5 separate regions of the Sus scrofa genome follow, and all the other regions are linked to region 5. The links are chromatin contacts, called in public Hi-C, HiChIP or PLAC-seq and promoter capture Hi-C maps. All regions are on one chromosome and are shown on one strand. Each heading gives the region's core, a stretch centred on a gene start, on an enhancer-like site or on the middle of the called end of the contact. The rest is flanking DNA. Distances are from core to core; before and after follow the strand shown. Region 1 holds the start of TMEM50B (transmembrane protein 50B). Region 2 overlaps ITSN1 (intersectin-1). Region 3 overlaps ITSN1 (intersectin-1). Region 4 overlaps ITSN1 (intersectin-1). Region 5 holds the start of CRYZL1 (crystallin zeta like 1).

Evidence for each region. Promoter capture Hi-C pulls out the DNA fragments that hold promoters and counts their contacts. A called contact is a pair of places that touch in the nucleus more often than the background predicts. HiChIP or PLAC-seq counts read pairs in DNA pulled down with a chosen protein or histone mark.
Region 1: a contact with region 5 is called in a promoter capture Hi-C map of liver, with 2.6 times the contacts expected there. The contact joins the promoter of TMEM50B here to the promoter of CRYZL1 in region 5. A contact is called at or near these places in 2 of 5 promoter capture datasets (fetal liver and liver), 1 of 47 Hi-C or Micro-C datasets (skeletal muscle) and 1 of 2 datasets of contacts at active chromatin or transcription factors (alveolar macrophages).
Region 2: an H3K27ac HiChIP or PLAC-seq map of alveolar macrophages shows a contact between it and region 5. The contact joins the enhancer-like site here to the promoter of CRYZL1 in region 5. A contact is called at or near these places in 1 of 5 promoter capture datasets (fetal liver), 3 of 47 Hi-C or Micro-C datasets (embryonic fibroblasts, heart right ventricle and subcutaneous adipose tissue) and 2 of 2 datasets of contacts at active chromatin or transcription factors (alveolar macrophages and skeletal muscle).
Region 3: a contact with region 5 is called in a Hi-C map of embryonic fibroblasts, with 3 times the contacts expected there. The contact joins the enhancer-like site here to the promoter of CRYZL1 in region 5. A contact is called at or near these places in 3 of 5 promoter capture datasets (fetal liver, fetal skeletal muscle and liver), 9 of 47 Hi-C or Micro-C datasets (brain, embryonic fibroblasts, epiblast stem cells and 6 more) and 1 of 2 datasets of contacts at active chromatin or transcription factors (skeletal muscle).
Region 4: a Hi-C map of liver shows a contact between it and region 5, with 13 times the contacts expected there. The contact joins the enhancer-like site here to the promoter of CRYZL1 in region 5. A contact is called at or near these places in 2 of 5 promoter capture datasets (fetal liver and liver), 4 of 47 Hi-C or Micro-C datasets (embryonic fibroblasts and liver) and 1 of 2 datasets of contacts at active chromatin or transcription factors (alveolar macrophages).

The regions. Positions count from the first base shown.
Region 1 is chr13:197,091,324-197,096,548 of Sscrofa11.1, reverse strand. It overlaps TMEM50B (transmembrane protein 50B), which reads left to right and starts at 3,241. Exons shown (of 7, transcript XM_021070935.1): 1 at 3,241-3,400.
Region 2 is chr13:197,407,525-197,413,332 of Sscrofa11.1, reverse strand. The region is part of intron 20 of ITSN1 (intersectin-1); the gene reads right to left. Among named protein-coding and RNA genes, the nearest start is that of ITSN1, 110 kb to the right of the region's middle. Within about 2 kb of position 4,357, at least 14 of the 83 cell types and tissues checked have an H3K27ac peak or open chromatin away from gene starts, as enhancers often do. A contact at or near this core is called in alveolar macrophages, embryonic fibroblasts and subcutaneous adipose tissue, where this site is marked.
Region 3 is chr13:197,491,506-197,496,854 of Sscrofa11.1, reverse strand. It overlaps ITSN1 (intersectin-1), which reads right to left. Exons shown (of 42, transcript XM_021070946.1): 42 at 4,318-5,349. Among named protein-coding and RNA genes, the nearest start is that of ATP5O, 25 kb to the left of the region's middle. Within about 2 kb of position 2,769, at least 5 of the 83 cell types and tissues checked have an H3K27ac peak or open chromatin away from gene starts, as enhancers often do. A contact at or near this core is called in embryonic fibroblasts and omental adipose tissue, where this site is marked.
Region 4 is chr13:197,377,092-197,382,781 of Sscrofa11.1, reverse strand. ITSN1 (intersectin-1) reads right to left here. Exons shown (of 42, transcript XM_021070946.1): 15 at 1,569-1,656; 16 at 1,291-1,430. Among named protein-coding and RNA genes, the nearest start is that of ITSN1, 78 kb to the right of the region's middle. Within about 2 kb of position 3,076, at least 14 of the 83 cell types and tissues checked have an H3K27ac peak or open chromatin away from gene starts, as enhancers often do. A contact at or near this core is called in fetal liver and liver, where this site is marked.
Region 5 is chr13:197,245,749-197,251,116 of Sscrofa11.1, reverse strand. CRYZL1 (crystallin zeta like 1) reads left to right here and starts at 2,732. Exons shown (of 13, transcript NM_001098596.1): 1 at 2,732-2,780.

The sequences.
Region 1 (5,225 bases), core at 1,992-4,491, 160 kb after region 5:
TCCATCAAATGCCCATATTTTTGAAAGCATAGATATATACATGTTTGACTCTATTTGTGAAGTAGAGGCTTATAGAATGATAGAGAAATCAGCTGCATTAGGGTAAGTCCCCACTCACATCTGGAAAGGCAACTCAAAGCATGTGCATCCTAATGGTAGGTCAGTAGAAACATCTTTCTTCATACATGGAGGTAAGAATTTGCTCACAGAGGAGTTCCCATCGTGGCTCAGTGGTTAACAAATCCGACTAGGAACCATGAAGTTGTGGGTTTGATCCCTGGCCTTGCTCAGTGGGTTAAGGATCTGGCATTGCCGTGAGCTGTGGTGTAGGTTGCAGACGTGGCTTGGATCCCGCGTTGCTGTGGCTGTGGTGTAGGCCAGCGGCTACAGCTCCCATTGGACCCCTAGCCTGGGAACTTCCATATGCCGCAGGAGCAGCCCAAGAAATGGCAAAAAGACAAAAATAAATAAATAAAATTAAATTAAAAAAAATAAAAAATATAAAAAAAAGAATTTGGAGTTCCCGTCGTGGCGCAGTGGTTAACGAATCCGACTAGGAACCATGAGGTCGCGGGTTCGATCCCTGGCCTTGCTCAGTGGGTTAACGATCCGGCGTTGCCGTGAGCTGTGGTGTAGGTTGCAGACGCGGCTCGGATCCCGTGTTGCTGTGGCTCTGGCGTAGGCCGGTGGCTGCAGCTCCGATTCAACCCCTAGCCTGGGAACCTCCATATGCCGCGGGAGCGGCCCAAGAAATAGCAACAACAACAACAACAACAACAACAACAACAACAACAAAAAAAAAAAAGAATTTGCTCACAGATATTCTTCTGCAATAAAGTTTCAAAGTCTTGGAGAATCTTAAAATACTTAATACTTTAAACAGTGATTAGATTTGAGACTATGGATTTCTACTCGTCTTCCAGTATCTGTTCTTCCTTCCTTTTTCAGTATTGAAACCCTATTTTCCAGACTTCCTTGAGTTTAGTGTAGCCCAGTGACTAAGTCTTTGCCAGCAGAATGAAAGCAGAAATGATATAATGCAAACTTTGGGAAAAGTTCTCTCCCTCCTTTTTTTTTTTTTTTTTTTTTTTTTTTTTTGCTTTTCAGGTCTGCACCCAGGGCATATAGAGGTTCCTAGGATAGGGGTCAAATCAGAGCTGTAGCTGCAGGCCTACACCATAGCCACAGCAACACGGGATCTGAGCTGCCTCTATGACCTATACCACAGCTTACATCAACGATGGATCCTTAACCCACTGATTGAGATGCCAGGGATTTAATCTGCATCCTCAAGGATACTAGTTGGATTCGTTTCCACTGTGTCACAACAGGAACTCCCGGGAAAAGTTCTTAGAGAGGGTATTCCCTTTGTCCTCTCATCTGCTGGTTGGAATGCAGGCATAATGGCTAGAGCTCCAGCAGCTCCCTTGGACCAGGAGGTAACACTGGGTACAGAGGCTATCTTCCAAATGCATAAATAAATACATGTGTGACTCTCTTAGCTGCAACAAGGAGGCTGGATCTGTCCCTGCGAAGTGACACTGGACAGCTCCAGACTAACTTTGGACTTATACACATGAGGGAGATACCAGTGGCTTTCTGTTTAAGCCACTGTTATTTTGTAGTTGTTTCCCCCTGCTTCTTGCAGCCAACCTCATTCTAATATAACACTCAAAAAAGAAGTAATATTTTATTTATTTATTTATATTTTTCTTTTTACAGTTGCACCTGCAGCATATGGAAGTTCCAGGGCTAGGGGTCAAATTGGAGCTGCAGCTGTGGCATGGCTGGATCCCTAACCCACCACGCGAGGCCAGGGATTGAACCCACATCCTCACAGACACTATGTTGGGTTCTTAACCTGCTGAGCCACAATGGGAACTGCCCCCAAAAAGTAAGATTTTAAAAAGTCAACTTTTATAGATCAGTAATCTAACTAGTTTTAAGGTTGCAAATGTTTCAAAAGTAATTTATTTAACAAATAATTACTGAGCATCTAGATCCTAGCATATGTGTCAGGATGATGGGTAATATAACTACAAATGTATTATTTGCCAAATGACAGAATATAAAAGATAGAAAAATAACATCCATGAAAATGAGAACTGAGAGATAGTGGAAAAATAAAAAGCAGAGGTTGTTTCTCTTACATGTATAAGATTTATAGGAGTAACAGGAATATAAGAGAGTGGCATTTTGTGACAACTTGGAACACAAAACCTTTTATTTCATTATATTTCAGGGGAAAACATTTTTAGAATCCCATTGAAAATACCTGGACTTTTACACAATGTCTTTTCCCCAAATAACTAATTACACTTTATATTCTGTAGGAAATTCAGACCAGGCTTTCAAAGGCTATTGAAGTTACACTGAAAATTCAAGATGTATCCTCTTTAAAGGAGACAGTAGGAAGATACTGGACCACGAGAAAGCAAAAATCTGGTAGATAGCCAGGAAAACATAAGAACAGAATTAAGACTAGTTAGTTGTAGGGAATTCCCCGTTGTGGCTCAGCGGGTTAAGAATCCAACTAGTGTCCATGAGGACGCGGGTTTGATCCGCTCAGCGTGTTAAGGATCTGGCTTGGCTGCAAGCTGTGGGTAGGTCACAGATGCAGCTCGGATCTCGTGTTGCTGTGGCTGGGGACCAGGAACATCCATAAGCCATGGGTGCGGCCCTAGTAAGAAAATAGAAAAACCAAAAAAAAAAAAAAAAAAAAAAAAAAAGCAAAAAATAAAAGGCGTAGTTGTACTGTACCGGTAACTTCGGGTTGCTGTACTAGTTGGTAGCCTTGGACCAGAAATCTCACCTTTCTAGGCCTCCATTTCTGAGCGTTAGGGATTGGAAAAGGTCACTTCTAGAGACCCCCCGTTTCTGAGAACCTCCTGGAGTACACGCCCTACCCTGGGCTGCTCTCGGTCAAAGCCGCTTAACCCAGGGGCAAAGACAACCTCCGCTCTCTAGGTCTTGGGCTCCTCCCACACGTGTGATTTCACCGATGCTGCACTTGAAGTCCTTGAGCGGAAACGCAGCACTGATGCCGCCCAGAAAACAACAGAGGGGTCAGGTCAGCGCTGCCGCGAATCACAAGGCGCAGAGTCCAGCCAGCAGCTCCCAGGGGGCCGCAGAACGACCGCCCTCACCCCGCCCCTTGGCTGCCTCGCCCCGCCCCTAGATCCTTGCCCCGCCTCCGGCCGGCCACTTGCTGCACGCCGATTGGTTGCTTCCCTGCGCACGGCGCCGCGCCCCGCCCCACCGGCGCCCTCGCCTCACGCCCGCCGCCCGCTCCCGGCTCCCGGGGGCTGAAGTGGAGCGGAGGACGCGGGCTAGACAGCTGCACGGCAGCTTCCTCCTCTGCGCGCGCGCCTCGCGTTGGCGTGGGCGTGGGGGAAGCCGGGTGAGTGCGGGCAGTCAGTTTCGGGGCGTGCTGGGGGCTAGCGCCCACCGCCTGCTCTTGGAGAGGCGTCCTCAGCCGGCCCGGCCTGCGAGGGACGACAGCGCCCGGCCTTTCCCGTGCGCGGTGCGCGGCGTCGCGGGGCGGAGCGGGTTCGCGGAGCATACGGGCGGCCTGCGGGGCGGGGGCCTCCGCCGCTCCCTGCTCACCAGCCCATGTCTTCTTGGGCGCCCGGGGAGCGCGTTCGGCCGGGGCAGGCAGCTACGCCGCGTTATCTCGCCGTCGACTTGCTTCCCTGGAGGATCTGCACAGGTTTCCATCCCGAACCTGTCAGCTTCACCGCGGTGCCCGGCGCAGGGGAGAGACGTGCGGCCCGCACTCGGCGTCTGGGGGCCTTTCGAGGACTTGCTCACCCCTCCCGTTTGGTCTCAGCCTCTGCTGGCGATGTTGTTAAGTGTTTGGTGGACTTTTCCGACTCGCTCCTTAGGAGAGTAGGGACAGAGGTGGAAAGAGGGAATAGAGGAGGGTCAACATTCTTTCCAGGATTAATCATAAAGTGTTGAGTGTCCTTTTAGATGAGGAGCGTAGCCCAGGTAGCAATGGTAGTTGTGCTGGGGAAGACGCTTGGTTTTTAACCAATAAATTGGCTTCCGAGTTCATCACTGGAAGGTGCTTAATCGGAAAGGTAAATATATAACCTTTTAAAGCCAAAGCAGTAATGAGATTGTCCTCGCTCGCTCCCTGCTGCTAGCGCTGTGCATGCGTGTGTGTGTGTGTGTGTGTGTGTGTGTGTGTGTTGGGGAGAGTCAAGCTCCGATTGGAGTGAATGTGTAACCAGCGTTATACCTCTCAAAGACATTAATTTCTCTTTTCGGAGTGTCCCACCTCTTCGCGCCAACTCTTCACCGACTTGCACTTTATATAAATCCCCTTTCTTAACATTTCCCAAGCCTCCTACTCCCAGGCTTGTCACGCTTCTTTTACATCATCTTCGGTCAGGGTCAGTTGTCTTCTCTTCTGTCATACTGTTCAGACGTAGAACAGACGTTAGGCATTTTTTACCGGTAATAGTGTGGCAGGCCTCCTCGTTCTTAAAATGAAAACAAGACGTTCTCTTGAATAATGATGCGGCAGGAAAAAGCTGGTGTAATGAGAGCCGGGGAAGGATGTCGTGTTTCTCTTCCGGAGACACGCCCTCCCCACCCCCCATCCTTCTCTGCCCGCTAGGATCACAGCAGCCTTAACTGGCTGATTATTTCCGAATTCATTTTCTGGAGTCTAAGGTAAAGAATTTATCTTATTATTTTATCCTTATCGGCTCCTTTTAAGTGATTACAATATATTCAGGTTGTAAACATTTTAAAAATATTACAGAGGAACATCAAGTAAAAAATTCAGAGTGCGCAGAAGAGTATCAAGAAAAAAGTTAGACTTCCTTGATTTTGGACGTTGCATACTTTACATCCTCAATTCCAGTCCCTAGGAGGGGATTGTGCCATAATACTGTTGGGCAACTACTTTAATATAAAGATACATTAGCTTAAAAAAAAATTAAAGATACATTAACTTAGTACATGCTGACCTATCTCATTTTTGGATGTACTGTTTGGATGTACTCTTTAATTTTTTTTTTTTTTTTGGCCATGCCTGCCGCAGGTGGAAGTTACCAGGCCAGGGTTGGAACCTGCACCACAGCTGTGATCTGAGCCACAGCAGTGACAGCCATGGATCCTTAACCTGCTGTGCCACCAGGGAACTCTGGAAATACTCAAATTTTCTCGATCCCTTAATGATGATCATTTTGGTTGTTTCTGGGTTTTCACCATTA
Region 2 (5,808 bases), core at 3,108-5,607, 160 kb before region 5:
CCTTCTCGCTGACGCTTGTATCAACGTGAGCACGTGGGCCACTTCTCATTCAGTTCCCCAGATGGTTTTCTTCTTTCTTTCCTTTTTCTGGGCAGCTTCAACTGTTTCTGAAGAGGAGGATTTAAGATGACACGTCTTCTACTTGGATCTTGTTTTTGCCAAACGGCCAGATGCCTTTCCTTTCACGTTTCTATGTATTGGTGACATTTCAACATGTTTTACCTTTGGAGCTGCTTTGCACTGGAAATACAGCTGTTTCTGGGCCAGGGCTTCCCCACCTTTTCAGCAAGTTCCACAGCCAGGTCCCCCTCCACGTGTCCCCGGACCCAGAGGATGTCAGCAGTGAGAGAGGAGTTTGAGCCAGACACACAAGCACTTTGCTTCAAGATTGCAAAGTATAATAATCAAGAGGAGGGGTTACAATTACACTCTCTCAGTTTTCATTCTTTCTTAAATTTTTTAATTTTAGGGCCACACTTGCAGCCTATGGAAGTTCGCAGGCTAGGGGTCGAATCAGAGCTGTAGCTGCCGGCCTACACCACAGCCACAGCAACACCAGATCCTTGAGCCACTGAGCGAGGCCAGGGATCGAACCTGAATCCTCATGGATGCTAGTCAGGTTCATTACCGCTGAGCCACAACAGAAGCCCCACCTCAGTTTTAACTTAATACCACATCTACGATGCATTAGCTTGTTGACTTTGGGCAAGTTAATCTCCTGGCTTGGCTTCTTCACCTATAAAATGGGGGATAATAACAGCACCTGTCTTATCATAGTGGTTGTGAGCAGTGATAAATATTTAGAACGCTGCCTGGCATTTAAGACAGGTTTAATGATAAGGTTTTTGTCTGTTTGCTTTTTTTGCTTGCATGTTTCCACATATGGAAGTCCCTTGGGCCAGGGATCGAATCCAAGCCACAACTGTGACCCACGCACAGCACAGTGGCAGCAATGCTGGATCCTTAACCTATTGTGCAGGGCTGGGGACTGAACCAGCAACCTTACAGAGACAAGCTGGCTCATTAGCCCACTGTGCCACAGCGGGAACTCCATGACAAGGTTTTCTAAAGCCATCTCTCCTGCTGTCTAGATTGGACTCTACTGCGATTCCTGATCTGAAAACCTGGCCTCTACGTGACCCTCATTTTAGGTTATCAGAGATGTCTGGTTCTCTACAGGGAGTTCCCTGCCTAGGACCCTAGGTGCTCTGGGTGGATTATCCTGCCTTCCTTTAAGGGCTAGAATGTGATGTCTGACCATAGCCTATCTGAAATTCCTACTGGCCTGTCCTAGTTGGACCTCCTTGACTGTCAGCTGCTTTATGTCATTATGACTGTCAGCTGCTTTATGTCCTGTGACCGACTGCCATCCCCTAGAGACACAGGGGTCTTATCTGGCTAAGCAGACTTTTGGTTGACATCTGGAATTGAATCTGAAGGCCTAAGGAAATGTCCCACCCGACAGGCAGGTCTAGCTCACACCCTAGTTAACCCACACCCAGCCCCGGCCCCTGATAGGACAGAAAGCAGGCTTCACCACTGAAAGGGGCTTGTGTGACTCAGGAAGGGGAGCGGGTGCCAGTCAGCCTCTAATCCTACAAACAAGAGTTTCAGCCACCCTTCAGGGCAATAGTGGAATCTGTATTTCACTTTTTAAAACAAAATTATTTTGGCATTTACTTCCTAGCTCAGTGGTTAATGAACCCGACTAGGATCCACGAGGCTGTGGGTTCAATCCCTGGCCTTGCTCAGTGGGCTAAGGATCCAGTGTTTTTTGTTTTTGTTTTGTCTTTTTGCCTTTTCTAGGGCCGCTCCCACAGCATATGGGGGTTCCCAGGCTAGGGGTCTAATCAGAGCTGTAGCTGCCAGCCTATGCCAGAGTCACAGCAACGCCAGATCTGAGCCTCGTCTGCAACCTACACCACAGCTCATGGCAATGCCGGATCCTTAACCCATTGAGAAAGGCCAGGGATTGAACCTGCAACCTCATGGTTCCTAGTCAGTTTTGTTAACCACTGAGCCACGACAGGAACTCCTAAGGATCCAGTGTTGCTGTGAGCTGTGGTGTAGGTCACAGATGCAGCTCATATCTGGCATTGCTGTGGCTGTGGCGTGGGCCAGCAGCTACAGCTTCAATTCAACCCCTAGCCTGGGAACTTCCATATGCCGCAAGGGTGGCCCTAAAAAGCAAAAATAAATAAATAAAATAAAATACATTTTTTGGCCATGCCCATGGCACGTGGAAGTTCCTGGGCCAGGGATCCAGCTGGCACCACAGCAATGACCAAAGCCACAGTGACAACGCTGGATCTTCAACCCGCTGCACCACCAGGGAACTCTAGTATTTCACTTTTAGCCAGGGAGATTCAGGAGTCAACTTGAATAAACAGGAGTTTCCGCTATGGTGCAACAGATTAAGGATCTGGCATAGTCTCTATAGTAGCTCAGGTTGCTGCTGAGGCTTGGGTTTGATTCCCAGCCCGAGAACTTCCTTGCATTGAAAGTGCAGTGGAAAAAAACAAACAAACAAAAAAACAACTTGAATGAGCAATAGTCTCAATTAGTTTGATTTATTCTTATAGGAATCCATTAATTTTAATGAGTGATTAAATTTTAAGGTTCAGAGGATATAATAAAAATTCACTCTCAACACTAAATTACGGAGTTTCCATCACTGCTCAGCAGGTTACAAACCCAACTAGTATCCTATTCAGGTTTGATCCCTGGCCTTGTTCATTGGGTTAAGGATCTGAGCTTTGGTGTAGGTCACAGATGTGGCTCAGATCCCCCTACTGCTGTGGCTGTGGTGTAGGCTGGCAGCAGCAGGTCGGGTCAATCCCTAGCCTGAGAACTTCCATATGCTACAGGTGCAGCCCTAAAAGAAAAAAACCAACAACAACAACAACAAAAAAAAACCCCAAAAAACAAACAAAACCCCAAACCCCACTAAATTAAATGAACCACTTAGAAAAAGCACAAAGGGTGCCATAAGAAAATGATAAATATTTCTTTCTGGATTTGAAAAACTTTACTCGAAATGCCAATCCATTGTGGAGAAACACCAGATTAGGAGAGAGGGATTCCCATGGTGGCTCAGTGGAAATGAACCCAACTAGTATCCATGAGGATTCGGGTTCGATCCCCGGCCCCACTCAGAGGGTTAAGGATCGAGCATTGCCAAGAGCTGTGGTGTAGGTTGCAGATGAGGCTCAGACCTGGTGTGGCTGTGGCAGAGGCTGGCAGCTGCAGCTCTGATTCAACCCCTAGTCGTCAAACTTCTATAAGCCTGGTGTGTGGCTCGAATACAGAGAAAAAACAAACAAACAAACAAACAAACAAAAAGATTAGGAGCAAATAAGCAAAGCCAGGAGGCACACAAACTTCCTTGTCATGTCAATTAAGATGCTTCCATTCAGAAGTCTTCCCTAAGTACATCAGTTTACTCTGATTCCTTTCCTCTTTTATTTATTTAAATTTTTTTTTTTTTTTGTCTTTTTAGGGTCACCCCCGTGGCATATGGAAGTTCCCAGGCTAGGGATCAAATCTGAGCTGCAGCCATCAGTCTATGCCACAGCCACATCAGATTTGAGCCGTGTCTGTGACCTACACCACAGCTCACGGCAATGCCGGATCGTTGACCCAATGAGTGAGGCCAGGGATTGAACCTGCATCTTCATGGAAGCTAGTCCGATTCATTTCCTCTGAGCCACAATAAGAACTCCTAAAAATTTTATTTGGCTACACCCATGGCATGCAGAAGTTCCTGGGCCAGGGTTCGACCCAGAGTCATGGCAGTAACAATGTTGGATCTTTAACTGGCTGAGCCACCAGGGAACTCCCCCCTTTTCTCTTTTCAAATTCCTAGCAGAGTTAGTGAGCATTCATTGGGAACATCACTATACATTGCCCTTTTCCTGTGTTTCTATTTTTCTTTTTCTTTTTTTTTTGGCTGCACCCGCAGCATGCAGAAATTTTGGAGCCAGGGATCAAACTGGAGCCATAGCAATGACAATGCCAAATCCTTAACCGCTAGGCCACCAGCAACTCCCTCCCTATTTTTCTAAAATGATTTTAAACACACAGCTGGCACACAGTATCTTATATTTCTTTGTATTATCAACATCATTTAGAACAGGACCGTTTATAAAATACCACTTTCGTTTTTGTTAATCATGAAAAAATATTTCTGGTGAAAACTGGGCTGAGAATCAAGCTTTTTTCAAAAGCAAAATATTTTTTAGAGCCTCCCTCCAAGACTGACTACATTAAAACAGGAAATGCTGCTGGACTCCTAAAACCTAAGAGCTATAGTTAGCTATTTTTCAAAGAAGTTTGAGAAATCCGAGACTCTGCTGATTACCGTGCCCACAAAACTAAGTGAACTCCTGATTAGTCAACCAGCACAGGCTGGGAGGCATGTTCGAGTGCATATTTTTCATGAGCATGTTTCTTAACTTCATGAAATAAAAAAAAAAAAAAAATTATTATTACATATCAGTTTCCTCTTTTTTGGATACTGATTAACATCACAAAGATAATATACTTGAATTCCATTTGGGGTGTTTTTCTTTTCTTTTCTTTTTCCTTTTCTTTTCTTTTTAGGGCAGCACCCACAGCATATGGAAATTCCCAGGCTGTGCCACAGCCACAGGAACATTGATCCCCAACCCACTAAGAGGGGCCAGGGATCGAACCTGCATCCTCATGGGTACCAGTCAGATTTGTTTCCACTGTGCCACAATGGGAACTGCATGGAGGGTGTCGTGTTGCCTTCTGTGGTATAAAATGAAGACACCATCGCTGTCCCTTCAGCAAGAGAATACAGTACCCCTAGTAGCAGTGTCCCTTTGTTCCATACTCGGGATGTCTGAGATAAAACAAATATTCTTCCAGGCCTGGGTAGACATTCTTGTTATACTTGTCAAAGCTGGATTTACTTTAAGTGTTGTATTAAAAATTACAAATGTGGAAACTCTGGTAAGTATGAAAATGGAAGTACATAACATTAAGCATGAAAGCCCCCTTCTCTACTCCCCAGAGGTAACTACTGTTAAGTTTGATGCCTACATTGTGAAACTGTGAACTATATACATATAACCATTCACATACACACCCATATGGTTTTTAGTTAATCAGATATAATTATACTCTACATATTGTTTCTGCTGTTTTAATGGGGTTTATCTGTATATGCAGATCTATATAATTTTTATTTTATTTATTTTTTTTTGTCTTTTTGCCATTTCTTGGGCCGCTCCCGTGGCATATGCGATGTTTCCAGGCTAGGGGTCCAATCGGAGCTGTAGCCGCCGGCCTACGCCAGAGCCACAGCAACTCGGGATCCGAGCTGCGTCTGCGACCTACACCACAGCTCATGGCAACGCCGGATCGTTAACCCACTGAGCAAGGCCAGGGATCGAACCCGCAACCTCATGGTTCCTAGTCGGATTCGTTAACCACTGCGCCACAACGGGAACTCCCGATCTATATAATTTTTAAAAACATCTTTATTACATTTTTTGTTTAGCTATACCATGAATGATTTAAACCGGTTTCTTCCTGGTGGATATGGGACTGTTTCTTTTCTGCTTTTACCAACCATGCTGCAGTGAACATCCATTTACACATGTATTTGTGCATGTGCCAAAAACAGCCTAGAGAAGGGAGAATAACAGAATTCCATGATCAAGGGGAATGAGAACTTTCCATCTGAATAGGTATGGTCAAACGGCCTTCCAAATGGCTTGGCAAATTGAAACAACCATGCTGACAATGAATGTTACACCCACTTCCGTCCACTCCCGACAA
Region 3 (5,349 bases), core at 1,520-4,019, 250 kb before region 5:
CACCCTCCTGAATATGTAACCTGTTTAATGAAACACCGGGGTCTCCTTCAAGGTCATGGCTAGAGGATACTTATCATTTTATCACCACACCACCCATTTCATTTAAATGTATCACATTCTATGCCCCCCCAAAATGACTTCTTTGATTTCCTAACATATGCCACTCAGATTTTCTTTTTCATATAAGAAATTTAGTTGGGTCAAACCCAAGTAATCTGATTAAGTATTTTCCTACTCCTGGCATAGGTTTTTAAATTTTCTTTTCTATAGTTTTATGCACTTAAATTAGATTCCTAAAATACTCTCATATACATACAGAAAAATAATCTCTCAATGACGTCACAGTTTACAATAACAAGTTAAATATTTATAACTACAGAATCTGTTAGTTTATGCAACATTTAACATCATAACCTCTTACACACCATATGTACATTGAGTCATGGACATTCCCATAAACATACAGCAGGGATTTCTGGACAAACCATCTACAGAGCATAACTTTTTCACTTTATGTAGTGGAATTCTGCACTATTCTTAGCTGGAAACTGTAGAAAATGCAGAAAACCAGAAGCTGAGAACTGATTATCATACATAGGATGTTTTCGCCGCAGATTCTCATCTGTATACATGTATTTACACATTATGTTGACCGCCTACTTCTGTGAGGATAAGAAAGCTGATTTAGCTAAGGCAATAGGACATGAATGATGTGGCCGCCAACTTCTCCATCCAGGTAGGCTCTGAAGAAGGGGAGCAGAAGGGTACAGACCTTGCTGGGCTTCAGCAGACAAGATTTGAGGTTGGTTTTATGGTTCAAAGACACTTGGGCTCTTGGCAATGTATGTCCTAAATGCATGTGTTAAAATAAGTACTATTACCAAAGATCTTGCTAGAATATCTACTTTCCATATTGTGACTCCTTAGCAGATGATATCTGAAGGGCGTTGATTTGTAAAACGTAAGTCAAAAGATTCATTCAGGAAAACAAACACTGACACAATATTAATTCAACGCCTCTAGAAAATGCTTTCTGAAAGTTCAGTAGTTTGCGTGATTGCCTTACCCGTAGAAACAAGGCTAGGGTTTGCCATCTCAGTCAAAGTGACACTGTCAAATCCACAGGAGATGAATTTGACATTTCTGTTCCACTGCCTGAATGTTTTTACCTCGTAAACTTTATAATCCCAGACTGAATCTAGAAACATAGATGGGATTATTGCTCTGTGTGCATAGACGTGAAATTGACTAGCAAAGACCGAGCAGAATTGCAAAGGTTTGGGAGGGTCCAGCCAAGGTCTAGGAAATGCTACCGAAAGAAAGCAACTGCAAGTGCACGGCAGGAGGGGCAACTCCAAGGTCAGCTGCCCCACCCCACCCCACCCCCGCCACGCCCCACGGCCCGTGGTAGTGGGATCTTTCCTCTCTCCTCACATCCCCCTGCTCCAAAGCCACGGATATCCTACGGGGAGAACCCAGCTGGGAAGCCTCTGCCTCCCAGAAGCAGGAGCCCTCCTGCCACCTGGGCGCCAAGGCAGCGGCAGGGAGGCAGCCGGCGGTCCCCTTTCGAGGGATCGGAGATGGAGAAACGGCGTCCAACCCGGCTCCCGGGGAAGGAGCACTGAGCACCGCTCCACCCGCGCTCCATTACCTAGTAAATTACGGGGAAAAGCCTCCCTGTCCTAGCAGCTCAGAGAAGAAAAGCCCCCAGTGGATGACTAATGACCAAAAGGAAGGGTTTGATTTCAAGTCATTGGGTGAAACGGTCAAGGCCCGCGGGCCCCTCTGCAGCACGCCCTGGCCACGCATCTGTCAACGAGGGGTTTGGGCCCCCTACCCTCTGACGGGTCCAGACCGTTGGCGCTTTAACAAGCACACATTTTGAAAAATTCATCGGCCCACCTCTCTGCACCCTGCCAGGGAGACTTTACAAAGGAAGAAGCAAAAGATGAAGCCCCATCTGCCTAGAACACCAACTAAAAACACAATGTGACCAAGGCGGGGTTCACGGGCATCTGACCTGCGCAGTCACACGCGGGACCCAGTGCTTACGAGGGCCGGTTCCTGGTCTAATCCTCTGCCGTCATCACCTCGAAAGTCTTCATAATTTTGAACACGGGACTCACATTTTCACTTTGCACTCAGCCCGCAAATTATGTAGCGTGTCATGAGTGTGAACTCCGGGAGGGTCAGATCTATCTGCTTTCATGGTCAATCCAAATATCCACTCACGGCCACCACCCCCCCACCCCCGCCCACACACACACCCCATGCAATGATCTGCATCCCCCGAACAGTTCCTTTACATCTGAAATTCCACAGGTGACAGTCTCCAGGTAGACTCTCTTATCCAAACCAAGCAGAGGGGACCTGACTTCTAGAACCCTTGTTGGGGAGGGGGCGCCTCCTCCAGTGAACTCACCCTGGGTGGGCCCAGCAGTAGCAGGACACCTCCACCTCACGGCGGAGGCCCCCAAATCTCTGGGGCCTTCACCAAAGCAGATGCAGAAAAGACAGGAAGGCTAAGGACCACTGGGGGCTCCAAGCTCAGCAGCAGAGAAAGGCAAAGTGTCACCATGTATCCCAGGAGAGGTGTGTTCGAGTTCCGCGTCCATCGCTAACTTTCTTTCCCCTCCTGCCTTCTTTCTCAGATTCCCCAAGTCCTTGATTTACACAAGAGCAATGCCCCAGAGCTGCAGTAGGTGGAGCCAGCGCCCTGGGATCGGCCCTTGGAACCGGCAAGTTTCCAGCAGGGACATCGCCCCCTAGCGGTGAGCGTGGGTAGAACGGCAGCTCCCCGCTCTTAACCAGGCACTGCAAAGCCGCCACCCCCTTTCTCTGATTCCTGCATCACCCTCTTGGCCCCAGGCCCCCATTCTGTTTAGAGAAGCAGGAGGAAATAAGGGGTTTGAGTAGGAGAGGAAAAATGCAAAGGAAGAAAGTTTTAGAAACACAACCTCACAGGCATGTTATTCTTTTAAATGAAAAAAAGTACAAACCAGAGTTTCTGGAAGAAAAATATGCATTCTTTCCACTGCATAAAAAGAAACCCTGGTTACTGGGTAATTCTCAGCAGATATCTGAGAAACACTCATTTATTTTTCTCAAGGCTGACCACATAAGCCCACTTCTGAGCAGGTTTATTTGGTGGGCTTTGAATCCTAAAATATTCACCCTCCTCAGATGATTTTAACAAGATAGGCTGGTATAGAAAGTAGAACAAAATCCTATTAAAAACAACTCACAAAACACCCTGACATCCAGGAGGGGCAGCTTTACCCTGAAATATGACAACCACACATAGTGTTGAAAAAAAAAATGTACTATGTGGGTGTTATCTGGTTCCCAAAGTTCAGATGAAAGAAGGTTCCTTTTAGTGGACGAAGTGATTGAATCTGCATGTCACTGAAATAATTATTTGGAAGTGGAGATGAATTTTTACAAGCATTGGGTGCTGTTCAAATGCCTTAAAGTTAGATCTACAATTAGGCTGTGAAAGCCACAAAGGCAGGCCCCCTCCTTACCACGTGGGAGGGTGGTCTGGCCCAGGATAGGGACTCCCTGAATGAACTTGACTGAGAGCTCACAACCCAGAGATAAGACTTTGCAACTGTTGGCCTCTGGGTTTTAATGCTCCCCAGGTAAAGAGCTGTTAGAGGTTTTCTCGCCTTCATCTGGAATGCGTTTTCCATGTTTCTCAGGAATAGATTTTGGCTGCGAAAGAGAGCAGGTTACATAGCTTAGCTGAGCCTGATGACCTACAAACATATCCTGCATCTAACAATAAGCAGGGTGAGGAGACAGGAGATCTAGAATGTTCCTTTCCTCTAGCTCAAATAAACGGCTGCTTTCCAAGTGCGGTAAATATCCACACTGTACTGACACCATACAAAGTGGCCCCTATAAAACATGGCTCGGGGCACTGCAGGGTGAGTCTTGGCAGCTGACCTGTGCCATTCCCGGCATCCTGGAGAAGCCCCGGAGGGCACTGCCGCACCCCTCGGTACAGAGAGAAGGGAGTATTTGTTTACCAAATACCTCTTAGGGGAATTCCTGTTGTGGCTCATCAGGTTAGGAATCCAGCTAGTATCCATGAGGATGTGGGTTTGATCCCTGGCCTCGCTCAATGGGTTAAGGATCCAGCATTACGGTGAGCTATGGTGCAGGTCGTAGATGTGGCTCGGATCCTGTGTTGCTGTGGCTGTGACGGCTACAGCTCCCGTTTGACCCCTAGCCAGGGAACTTCCATATGCTGCAGGTGCAGCACACACACACCCCCAAAAAAAGGGAGGGGCAAAGAAAAAAAAAAAAAAAACCTCTTAAGATAGCTCAGACCACAGCATCTGAGGGCTTCAGCACATCACCAGTTTCTGCTACCAGTTCTGCTTCTGCCTGAATTAAAGTCCTAATGCTAAAAGCCAAGGAAGGAGAGCCAGCCTTGTCTGTTTTCATCGCCTCACTTTCCAGCCTAGAAGGTTCTAAATTTATAAGGCAAGTGCATCTGGAGTAGGCAGACCCAACGTTAACCTCACATGACCCTCGAGTCTGAAATGCCACCGTCAAGCAGGCACGTGTCCCTGTCACAGTGCCCATGTCTGCTGTGAAGCTCATCTCCAGCCCCAAAGAGAAGGGAGAATACAATGAACTGAAATAAAATGAAAACCTACTTGCTGTTCCCCACGGAAATTCTTAAAATCCTTACAGACACAAAACAAATATTCTTCTTGTGAATCAGAAAAGCCCAACCAACTAGGGGGAAAAAAACGGAGGAGAGATAGAGAAGTCTTTTTCTGCTCATACTGAGCACTGGCAAACTGTCAACTAGATTCCAAAGCCTCCTTTCAAATAAAACCGGAAGCACTTCATTCATGCCTCTTTGCTCTCCAGCCCCTTTGGATCCGAGAATGTCCCTGCTCGGTCAGTGGCTTTATGCTTGCACCAGGCAACCCCTAGAGAGACAGAAGTTTGGGGCACCGGGTCAAAAAGACAATGCAAATGGCCAATTTGTCCATTTTCTGATGGGATTTTTTTTTTTTCCTCAACTAAATTCAGTGCTACTCAACCAGGTAAGACCAGGTACTTTCATAGACTTAGGTCATGCTTAAGTTGTTCAAAGAGCAAAGAAGAAAAAAATGCCCCCTTGAACACAAATGTCCTATGGGAGCACTGCTTTCTCCTCTGCCATCAGAGATCAAGGGGGACTACATGAAGTCAACCTGGGAAGCCTGGCCCCAGTCTCTCAAGCAACCCTGGAGAGCCCAGCCCAGAAAGGTCTCTCTCCCTGCGTCAGGCCAGCCCTGGATCTGAATGAGCCACAGCCTCAGGCTCTCATGGTCACAGGCAACCTGG
Region 4 (5,690 bases), core at 1,827-4,326, 130 kb before region 5:
TCATTTCCCTGGAATTGTACAATTGAGTTCATTACTTACTACTCTGGAAAAAAAAAAAACACACAGCAACTTGGTACAAATACTTCAAACTCAAATGTCTAGACAATTTGGCCTAGAATCTCAATTCAAAAGTCAACTAAAAATCTCAAATATGCTTTTGTTTTTCTATTTCTACTAATGACAAATAGGATTTTAACTTTTCCTTAGTATCAAAAGATAAACTGGCCAGAATCCAGTACAAAGGATTTACAATGGAAAAAGAAAATACTTGAGAGAAGTGTAAAATCTGATTTTTATAACATAATTGATTTAAAATGCCAATATCTACTTAAATCTAAAGTATATGATCACTGTTGATAGGAAATAATCTGTTTGCATTGCAGTTTTTTTTTACAAAGATAATCATCCTTAAGGTGATAAAGTTGCAAAGTTAAATCAAAAACACCAAATCAGAAAAGGCTGTGATCTAACCACTTCTACATTCCCTAACAGCCTTGACATTTTCCTGAGTTTTCCTGTGCAAATATGGCAAAAACAAACACCACTTCTGCCTCAGAGACAACAGCAGTTACTCCCTTAAACAACAAAATTTTAAAATGTGAGGTAACAAGATAAAGATCTATATTTAAGGACAATTCTGAAGGTAAGAAGTGGCAGAAAAACTCTTATTTTTAGAAGAGAAAACTGTTTCTTTTTAAGCAGTCTTCAAAGAACATAAGAAAGATGAAGCTTTTAGAGCCTAGCTTTTGGAATTCAACTTGATGTAGTTTTCAATAGACAGAAAGATGGAGACGTCAAAATGGAATTCAGATAAAAGACAGACATCATGTTGGGGCCACTCATTCAGCTGTAAGTTAGCAAAGTTGTATCCAGCATAAATATATATATATATATCTACGGCTGCACCCATGGTATATGGAAGTTCCTGGGCCAGGGATTGAATGTTAGCTGCAGCTGTGACCCACGTGTGCTGCAGGTGCTGCAACACCAGATCCTTTAGCCCATCTCGCTGGGCCAGGGATGGAACCCACCTCTGCAGAGACCGAGCAGGTACAGTCAGATTCTTAACCCACTGTACCACCAGCGGAAACTCCTCACTTTTATATTTTAAAGGAGAAAAATTCAACTTCAGGTTGCTTAATGTTCATTCATAACTGTGAAGGCTTTCATAAAGGCCGACAAACCTGCGTAATAAATGCTTCTGCCTGGGATCAAATACCTACGAATCACCTAGCCAGTTAGAAAACTTAAAGACTAGCACATACAGGTAGGCAAACACAGAACTGTTACCTTCAGCTGATTATTGAAAATATCAATCTCCTGGAGTTTCGATCTAGTTTCTTTCTCCACTTCATCCAGTTGGTCTCGGAGCTGCTGCCGAGCTAGTTCTTTTGCTTCTAAAGCTCTTTTGAGGGTAAGAAGCGAATCTCCTGTTTGAGAAAAACATTGCAAGATGAGAAAAACAACCTGGCAGTTAGGAAAAATGGTTTGTCGTGTTGTCCTTTCAATTAAGGAAGTTCTTGCCAGTAAAAAAAGGAAAATGCCAACTTTAGAAATAAAACACCTACTGTGCAAACTGTTCTGCTGAACTTGTTTTAATTGGTCATTGAGTATCTGTTTTTCTGGAATAAGTCTCCCAAGCATTTGCTGAGACTCCTAGGAGAGAAAGAGAGGATAGCAATGAATGAGGGAGAAAATGACCTTATTTAGATCCAAAGTCCAGGCAGGCAGTTTTCTCATCCCTCAAAGACTCCTAATCAGAGGGTGTAGAGAAAAGGGAACCCTCTTCTTACACTGTTGGTGGGAATGTAAATTGGTACAACCACTATGGAGAACAGTATGGAGGTACCTTAGAAAACTAAATATACAACTACCATATGACCCAGCAATCCCACTCTTGGGCATATCTCCAGACAAACCTTTCCTTGAAAAAGACACATGCACCCGCATGTTCACCGCAGCATTATTCACAACAGCCAAGACATGGAAACAACCCAAACGTCCATCAACAGATGATTGGATTAGAAAGATGTGGTACACATAAACAATGGAATACTACTCAGCCATCAAAAAGAACAAAATAATGCCATTTGCAGCAACATGGATGGAACTAGAGACTCCCATACTAAGTGAAGTAAGTCAGAAAGAGAAAGACAAATACCGTATGATTTCACTTATATCTGGAATCTAATATACGGCACAAATAAATCTTTCCACAAAAAAGAAAATCATGGACTTGGAGAATAGACTTGTGGTTGCCAAGAGGGAGGGGGAGGGAGTGAGAGGGACTAGGAATTTGGGGTTAATAGATGCAGACTATTGCCTTTGGAATGGATAAGCAATGGGATCCTGCTGTATAGCACTGGGAACTATGTCCAGTCACTTGTGATGGAGCATGATAATGTGAGAAAAAAGAATATATACTTGTATGTGTGACTGGATCACCTTGCTGTGCAGTAGAAAATTGACAGAGGAGTTCCCGTCGTGGCTCAGTGGTTAATGAATCCGACTAGGAACCATGAGGTTGCGGGTTCTATCCCTGGCCTTGCTCAGTGGGTTAAGGATCCAGCGTTGCCGTGAGCTGTGGCGTAGGTTGCAGACGTGGCTCGGATCTGGTGTTGCTGTGGCTCTGGTGTAGGCCAGCAGCTACAGCTCCGATTCAACCCCTAGCCTGGGAATCTCCATATGCCGCGGGAGTGGCCCTAGAAATGGCAAAAAAGGCAAAAGAAAAAAAAAGAAAATTGACAGAACACTGTAGATCAGCTATAATGGAAAAAATAAAAACCATTATTAAAAACAAAAAAAGACTCCTAATCACATCCCAAATCCTCTATGGTGAAGCTGCATTTATTCACTGGTCAGGCAGGTTCTTGTTTTCCTGCCAAGGAATCAAATATTTGCCAAATGCTTTTCACTGAAATAAAGTTAAAACAGTTATAGCTCTCCTGATTTTTTTGTTGACTGACTGCCTATTTATAAGCTTTAAAAAATGTACCCAAAGTACAACTCAGCAGACAAGAGAATAATCTCCCAATTGCACTGGGATCAAATGCAAACGAGGTGACCTCAGTGTTTGTACAGTGACTCAGTAGTTTACACAGGAACTATTCTGTCCTGAACTTTGATCCTTAATGGGGTTGAACTGAGGATTAACATAAACCTGAAGCTGGAAACAGAAATCAAAAAAGAGATTTTTAATAATTAGGATCTCAGCTAGCTGTCTGGAGTTTTCATGGGTGACTTGACAAGCAACTGTATTTGCCTACATTCTGCTGAAATTATTCAATACAGTTTTTACACATTTTATGCAAAGGTCAGGTTTTCCAGCCTTTATTAGGGAACAGGTGACTTTTATTTTTACCTTAAGAAAAATATCTCTAAGCATTAACTTTTAGGTTGAAAAAATAGAAATGTCTTAATTAAAAACTTGGGGGGTTTCTGTTGTGGCTCAGCAGGTTAAGAACCTGACTGATGGGAGTTTCTGTCGTGGCTCAGCGGAAATGAATCCGATTAGTATCCATGAGGATGCAGGTTCGATCCCCAGCCTCACTCAGTGGGTGAAGGATCCAGAGTTACCAGGAACTGTGGTATAGGTTGCAGATACAGCTCAGATCTGGCGTTGCTGTGGCTGTGGTGCAGGCTGCCAGCTACAGCTCCAATTCAACGCCTAGCCTGGGAACTTCCACGTGCCTCAGGTGTGGCCCTAAAAAGACTAAAAAAAAGGAAACCAACTATTATCCATGAAGATACAGGTTTGATTGCTGGTCTTGCTCAGTGAGTTAAAGGATCTGGCATTGCTGAGAGCTGAGGTGTAAAGGTTACAGACCTGGCCTGGATCTAGCATTGCTGTGGGTGTGGGGTAGGCCAGCAGCTGAAGCTCCAATTCAACCCCTATCCTGGGAACTTTCATATGACACAGGTGCTTCTCCCCAAAGAAAACAAACAAACAAACAAATACCACCTTCCACGAGAGGCTAAGAACCAGTCCTCTCTGGAACCACCACCATGCGATACAGACTGGCTTGTGTGTAATAGATCTCTGCGTACTATATGGCTGAACAGCACAGAGACACAGCTCAGTGGGGAAGACGTGAAAGCATCTTCTCATATGAATAATCCACACAGACACATGTTAGCCCTTCCCATCCACCCAAATTTGGACAAAACAGAACATACAAATCAGATCATTTTCCCCAAAATGCATAACCAACTGAAATTCTCCTCTTATTCTATTTGCTGAATTAAGGCAAGATCCCTACCCAAACTTCAAAGTTTCTTTCCTAAACCAGGACAAACAATGAAGTATGCAGATGAAGCCTCAGGAGTTCCTGTCGTGACTCAGTGAAAACGAATCTGACTAGTATCCATGAGGATGCAGGTTCAATCCCTGGCCTTGCTCAGTGGGTTAAGGATCCAGCATTGCTGTAAGCTGTGGTACAGGCCACAGGTGTGGTTCAGACCTGGTGTGGCTGTGGCTGTGGTGTAGGCTGGTAGCTGTAGCTCTGATTAGACCCCTAGCCTGGGAACTTCCATATGCTGCAGGTGTGGCCCTTAAAAGCAAAAAAAAAAAAAAAAAAAAAGATGAAACCTGGCACAGATCACTGAGATTGTTTTATTTATATAAACATTACTTTTTTTTTTTTTTTAAATTTCTTGGGCCGCTCCTGCGGCATATGGGAGGTTCCCAGGCTAGGGGTCTAATTGGAACTGTAGCCGCCAGCCTACGCCAGAGCCACAGCAACGCGGGATCTGAGCCGAGTCTGTGACTTACACCACAGCTCACGGCAACGCCGGATCATTAACCCACTGAGCAAGGCCAGGGATCGAACCCTCAACCTCGTGGTTCCTAGTCAGATTCGTTAACCACTGCACCACAACGGGAACTCCCTATAAACATTACTTTTAAATGTACAACCTAAGTTTCTAAAATAGGTCAAAGCAATAGGAGAGTTACGTGACTCATATGCATAGCAAGAATCCGCTAATTCCTGAAAAGTATCTCCCTGCCTACTATGTACCTGGCTTTCTTCAAACCATATTATTATTTTTCACTTCACTCCTTTTTCAGGAATCTTGATTTACATTTTACTATCAATAACTGAACATAGCATCAATCTTAAATAATAAAAATATTATGTTTGGACATAATAGCATTTGATGAGGTAATAAATAAACACATGGCCTTCACTCCTCAATTTTCCAAGGGAATATTTTACGAAACTTCTTATAGTCAATGCAAGACACATAAAGATGAGTGTGAATCATATAGAAGAATATACTTTTAAAAGGTGCATGCATCCTTAAGTATTTCCAAACAATCTCAAGCAGTGAACTTCTGATACTTAAACATTATATGTCCTATCCTAATATCTTAAATTGATTAGGACCGCAATGATAATCAGTAGGGACAAAGAAGACATGAACAACACCATGAATTAACTTGATCCACTGACATTTTGGGGATACTCTACCCAATTTCAACAGAGTTCACATTATTAAAGTGCATATGGAATATTCAACTGAGACAGATCACATGAGGAGCCATAAGTCTCAATAAACTTAAAAGGATTAAAAAGGATGAATATCACATAGAGTATGTTCAAAGATCATACCATAAATAAATCAAAAGTCAATAAGACAACTGGAAAAAAAATCCACGTGTTTGGAAGCCAAATAGCATAATTCTGAAT
Region 5 (5,368 bases), core at 1,483-3,982:
CATTTTTAAAGAAATGGCCTTTAAGAAAAATTCTATCAGAAATGCTTCTTATTGGAACTACTTACATGAGTTTTAAATAGTTTTTAAACCATCACTCCATTAGTGTCCTTATTTCTCAATTTAAGATTACTTAAAAGTTTCTGGGTTCTTTACAAATCTACTACAGAAGGAATTCAATATTTTTTAAACGGCTTTTTCTTCATAAACAAACATCAGAACAACATAAATGTTTCAAGTAAACTATTTAAAATTTTAAACAAAAACATAGTATTTTGTTCTCAGAGATAGGTAGCAATCCTGACTTTGAGGAGTGTTTAAGCTTCTGCATCGTAACTCACCTAATAATAAAGATATCCTGACAAATACATTCCTCCTATTTTAGAGGTTAAGAGTAGCCACTACACACACAAACCAGCTGGCCGGCTGGATCCACGGCCCGGGTTCCTGCCCTCAGATCCTGTCCACTACATAATCCATGAGATCGCTGAGCCTGGTCTTCATCCTTTCAAAGGGATTAGTAAAAACTGCCTCCCCGTTGACAGAATTGAGATTTTCCAGATGCATTTTTTGGTAAGGTATTTGTTTTTATTGCCTATACTATTTTGTCCTTGTTTTTATTATTTGTACGTTTTGACCATGCCAACGTTAAGAGAAGGATACCAGCAGATAGGCACAAAGAAACCCATCTGTCCGGAGTCTGCATATATTTAAAATTTCAGGCTGGTGCTGCCTTCAGAATAGCACTGATGATGGCAAAGTTCTAAAGGAAACTTTCATATTGAGTCTATCAAGAATCTCTACAGCCTTCAACTCAACAGAGAAGCCGCTAATTTATTTCTTCAAAAGCAAAGCCCTTAGTCTGAATCACAACAAAAGATGCCCATAGGAAATGTAATCTACGAAGTTGCTTTCTAATCCAAAGGCAAACAAGAAGTAAAGGAAGGCGCGACCCATTCCTCGTTGGTTTCCTTTTCCTGGGGATTCTGATTACATTTCCTCGTTCAAGCAAGAGCCCGCAATTGTGCCTTCGGTCCACACCATAAAACCGTGTCTGTGCGTAAAGAAGGGAAGGGCAAGCGGTAGACACCGGGGACGCGCTCCCACCGAAGGAGAGCAGCTTTCTGTTAAATACCATCAGAGTCGGCCCCGGCAGGAGGACTCAGGGCCAAACGGCATTGACTGCCCTTCACTGACAGGGATTTTGCAGGCACACGAAAGAGAGAAAGGGATGAGCCGGGGACTCGAGGCCGCGCGGGGGGAGAAGCGGGAGGCGCGATGCCGCTCCCCGCGAGCTCCGGATCCCAGGAGGCCGGCGGGGAGGCGAGGCTTGGCCGGTCCGCCACGCTCAGGCGGCCGAGGGCAGCGAGGTCAGCCCTAGAAGGACCGACCGCCTCATGTCCCCCGAGGGAAGGAGGAACCCCGCTCCGCCCGCCAAGGCTGTGGATGCCCATTCAACCCGAAGCGCGTCCCGCGGCCGCCACCCCCTCTATCCGCCGCGGAGCCCCCGCCTCCCAGAGACCGCCAGCCGGCCGCCCCACCGCCACCCCCGGGAGGATGGGAAGGACGAGGCTCAGGGGTGGCGAGCGCCGCGCCTTCAAGGCGCGCGGCAAAGGGTGAAGGGTGCCCGGAGGGACGCGCACTGGCCCGCGGGACGCGCGCCCCGGGCGGCCATCGCGCCGACCCCCGCGGCGACCCCCGCCCCCGCCGCCTCCCGGGTCCAGGCCGCCGAGGTCCAGCCTGCTCCTCACCTCATTTCCAGGCGGGTCCGCGCTGCCGCCCCACAGACAAATCAGTGCAGCTCACTCGCCGCGAGAAGGGACGCAGGAGCCGCAGCCCTGCACACCATCCCCGCCCGCCCGCCCGCCTCTCCGTGCGTCCCGGAGCCCCGCTCGGGATTCTCCCTTGCGAGCCGCCGTACTACGGAGCAACCAAGCTGCGCTCCCTCCCCTCTTCTCCGCTCTTTTCTACCTCCTTCGCTCCCTCCCTCGCTCCCTCGCTCCCGCCTATCTCCTCATCTCCCTCGGCTGCCTACCCCGCTCCCATCCACCCCTCCATCTCCTCCCACAGGTGGGTGGGGACAAAAGCGCTGCCAATCAAAAGAAAGGGCCCGCACCTCCTCTCCGCCCCTTACCTCTAGCCCCGCCCACAGGGGAGAACGCAATGAGAGGGAGCCAATAAAAATGGAAGAGGGCAGAGTAACAGCCTAGTAATCCAATGAGCAAGCTCAAAGAGGACGTGTGCAAGACTCTCCTCCTCCCCGCCCCCCTTCCAGAAGGCGTAACTAGAGGTTTCTGGTCTGGGATTTTCTTCAAGTGGTCGTGGAGATTTTGTTCCATAATTTCAGTGTGTTTGTCCTTGCCGTGGGAGGAAAGACACTAGTTAGCATGCATTCAACTAACGGAAGGTTTAAAGGAGAGAACAATGTGGTCGCAAAAGGGAGGCGGGACGTAGTCCAAGGAAGGTGATGGAGATACGGTTGGAATGAGGAAGGGTGTGGTCTTCAACTGAAATTTGCATAAAACTGAACCCTTCGGCAACTAGGACTTTACGCATTTATTGGCAGCCCCTGATGCCTCTCCTCAGAGCATGCCGGGAGATGTAGTTTCAAGTTTGGTTGCTATGGCGTTCTCTACAGCTTCCGAGAGTCGGAGAGTCTCCTAGAGTGACGAGCGGCCTGACCAATGGGAGCATCTCCTGGCCCATAGGGGGCGGGCTCTCCGCAGAAGGCCTTGAAGGTGGCGGTGGTGGAGGTGCAGGCCGTTGGGGCGTCTTGGAAGCAGGTGAGCGCGGAGAAACGGGTTGTGTGTCTTGGGAAACCGGGCTTTGGGCGAAAGATCCGAGAAGGCCCGTGGAACTGTCCAGCCCTGGGGCGGATGGTGGTTCACGTCGCGCACCAACCGCAGACCCTCCTGGGCCCCGGCCTAGCTTAGCTGAGGCCGCTGAGGGGCGGTTAAGACTTAATTTGACTGAGGATTTCCTGGTCCTTTCAGGTTTCGGTGGTAGATTTTATCTGTTTGCCGCTCCCTCCACATTTATGGAGGCAGAAGTCTGAAAGGTCTTTTCTACAGAATCTCCCAGGTTGGATTTTTCCCCCTCTTGCATCTTTTTGTTCTTACACTTTGAGTGTCTTTTTCTTGCTGCCTTACTTCTCGATCACCGCTTTCTCCTCCTTTACGTTTTTTGTGTTTGGGATATTTTTTTGGGGGGGGAGCAATTACTTAAAGCGAGTGTATTCGCATTTATATAACTGTAGGGCCAGATTTGCCCATCACATTGAAGCTAAAGAGAGTATTTGGGAGCAATGCGTGAGAATCACCTCAGTCTTAAAGGTCTGGGCGGGTCCTGAGAATCTGCATTTCTGACACGCTCGCAGGTGCTTCTAGTCCACGTTGTATGAGCAGCAACGTTCTGCATCAGCTCTGCTGAGTACAAATTTAATGGGAGCCACATTAAAAAAAAAAAAGAAAGAAAAGAAAAGAAAAACATGAAATTAACTTTAGTGTTTCATTTAACCCCGTATATCTAATACATTATCATTTCGACACATAATCAAATATTTTAAAATGGAGACGTGATACAGTCTCTCTTTTTTTCGTATTAAGTCTTTGAAGTCTGATGGGCATCTTACACTAACAGCACACCACAATTCTGACAATGCACAGTTCAAGGGCTCCTTAACCACTAGTAGCTTCTCTTACTGGACAGCACAGATCTAGATGATATAATAACCCACTGCAGAAATTAATAGGTGCTAATAAAGCTCAGGTTGCACCTGGTAGAACCCCTTACTGCTCTGTGAGATGGGCTTTGGAGCTACTTGACAATTTCTCTGCTCAATTTACAGAAATAAGAGCAAAAATAGCCGCCATTTATTGAACACTTATTTCATGCCAGGTATTGTATTGAGTGTTTTGCATGTGTTGTTTAAGCCTTCCAGTCACCCTTTGAGGTACCTGCTATAATTATACCTGTCTTACAGGTATGGAATCCAAGGCCCAGGAGGCTAGAATTATGTAGGCCAAGTCATACAGTGAAGAAGCAGGAAAGCCAGGATTCAGAGTAAATTCACTTATGACTTCTAATCCTATCCATCAACCACTGCAATGTATAATTATTCCCTTTAATCCCTAATTTCAACTCATTGATACCTTTCCTCCAGTTTATGGCAGGGGTTGAGACATTCAAATTTGAAACAGTTTCAAATGTCAGTTGCAATAAAATATGTTGGTAGTTTTAATCTTTTTTTTTTTTCTTTTTTTCTTTTTTGGCTACCCCTCGGCCTGTGGAGTTCCCGGGCCAGGAATCAGATCCTAGCCACAGTTGTAACCTTCGCTGCAGCTTCAGCAATACCGAATCCTTTAATCCACTGTGCCAGGATGGGGATGGAACCTGTGTCCTGGCACTACAGAGACACCACCGATCCCATTGTGCCACAGCAGGAACTCCTGTTTTGGTAGTTTTACAATGCTCTGTGCTGTGCATTCAAAATCAAAGTTCTAGAATGAGGAAGAGTGTTCAAAACCTCAAGGAGATATTTAGGGCTTTGAACCATTACTGTACCCTGGGCAGTAATATGTATTGGTTCACTCTTGCACCTTCTTGAAGGAAGAAGATGAGAAAGCTGGAGAATTCTTAAAATGTTTCCCTATGGAATCACAATGTTTTGGCGGCAGGGGTGGGGGAGTTGGTGAAAAAGATTTTTTAGATTCAAAAAAGTTTTTGACATTTTATTATTTCCATATTATAACTTTTAAATTATACTGTCCTGAGAATCCTTCTTGGCTACTGTCCTGAGAATCCTTCTAAACCAGAGCTTAGCGTTGCACTTTCTATGGAGCAGGTGTCTAGAAAATGTTGGTAAGGCAATAGTCCAGGTGCTGTTGACCTCTTGAATCTTTAATGGTCAGGTTACTGTCGGTTTAGAAATGTCCTATTACTCTAGACCAAAGAACTAGACAGTCCACGTGCAAAAATAAGAAATGCAAGGTCCGAAGGTGGCCGCTGAGCCCTTGTGTTCAGTAGAGGTGCAGGGCATAGCATATTTTACTGACTTCTAATTCGGTGAGATCTTCTTTTTTAATTGATAAAATTCAGTGTTTTCTTGCTCCTGGGAACTTCACATAGAATATTTCAAAGACAACTTTATGATTTTTCTAGACCCAGTAAACAGTACTGCATTGAGCTAAGGAGAGTTTTATGAGTAGAAGAGCAAAAACACATACATCCACATATGCTACAATGTAGTATTCTGCAAAATAATTTTCTTCTCTTTTATGCATTATAATAAAAAATGATGGCGTTCCCATCGTGGCTCAGTGGTTAATGAATCTGACTAGGAACCATGAGATTCCAGGTTCGATCCTTGGCC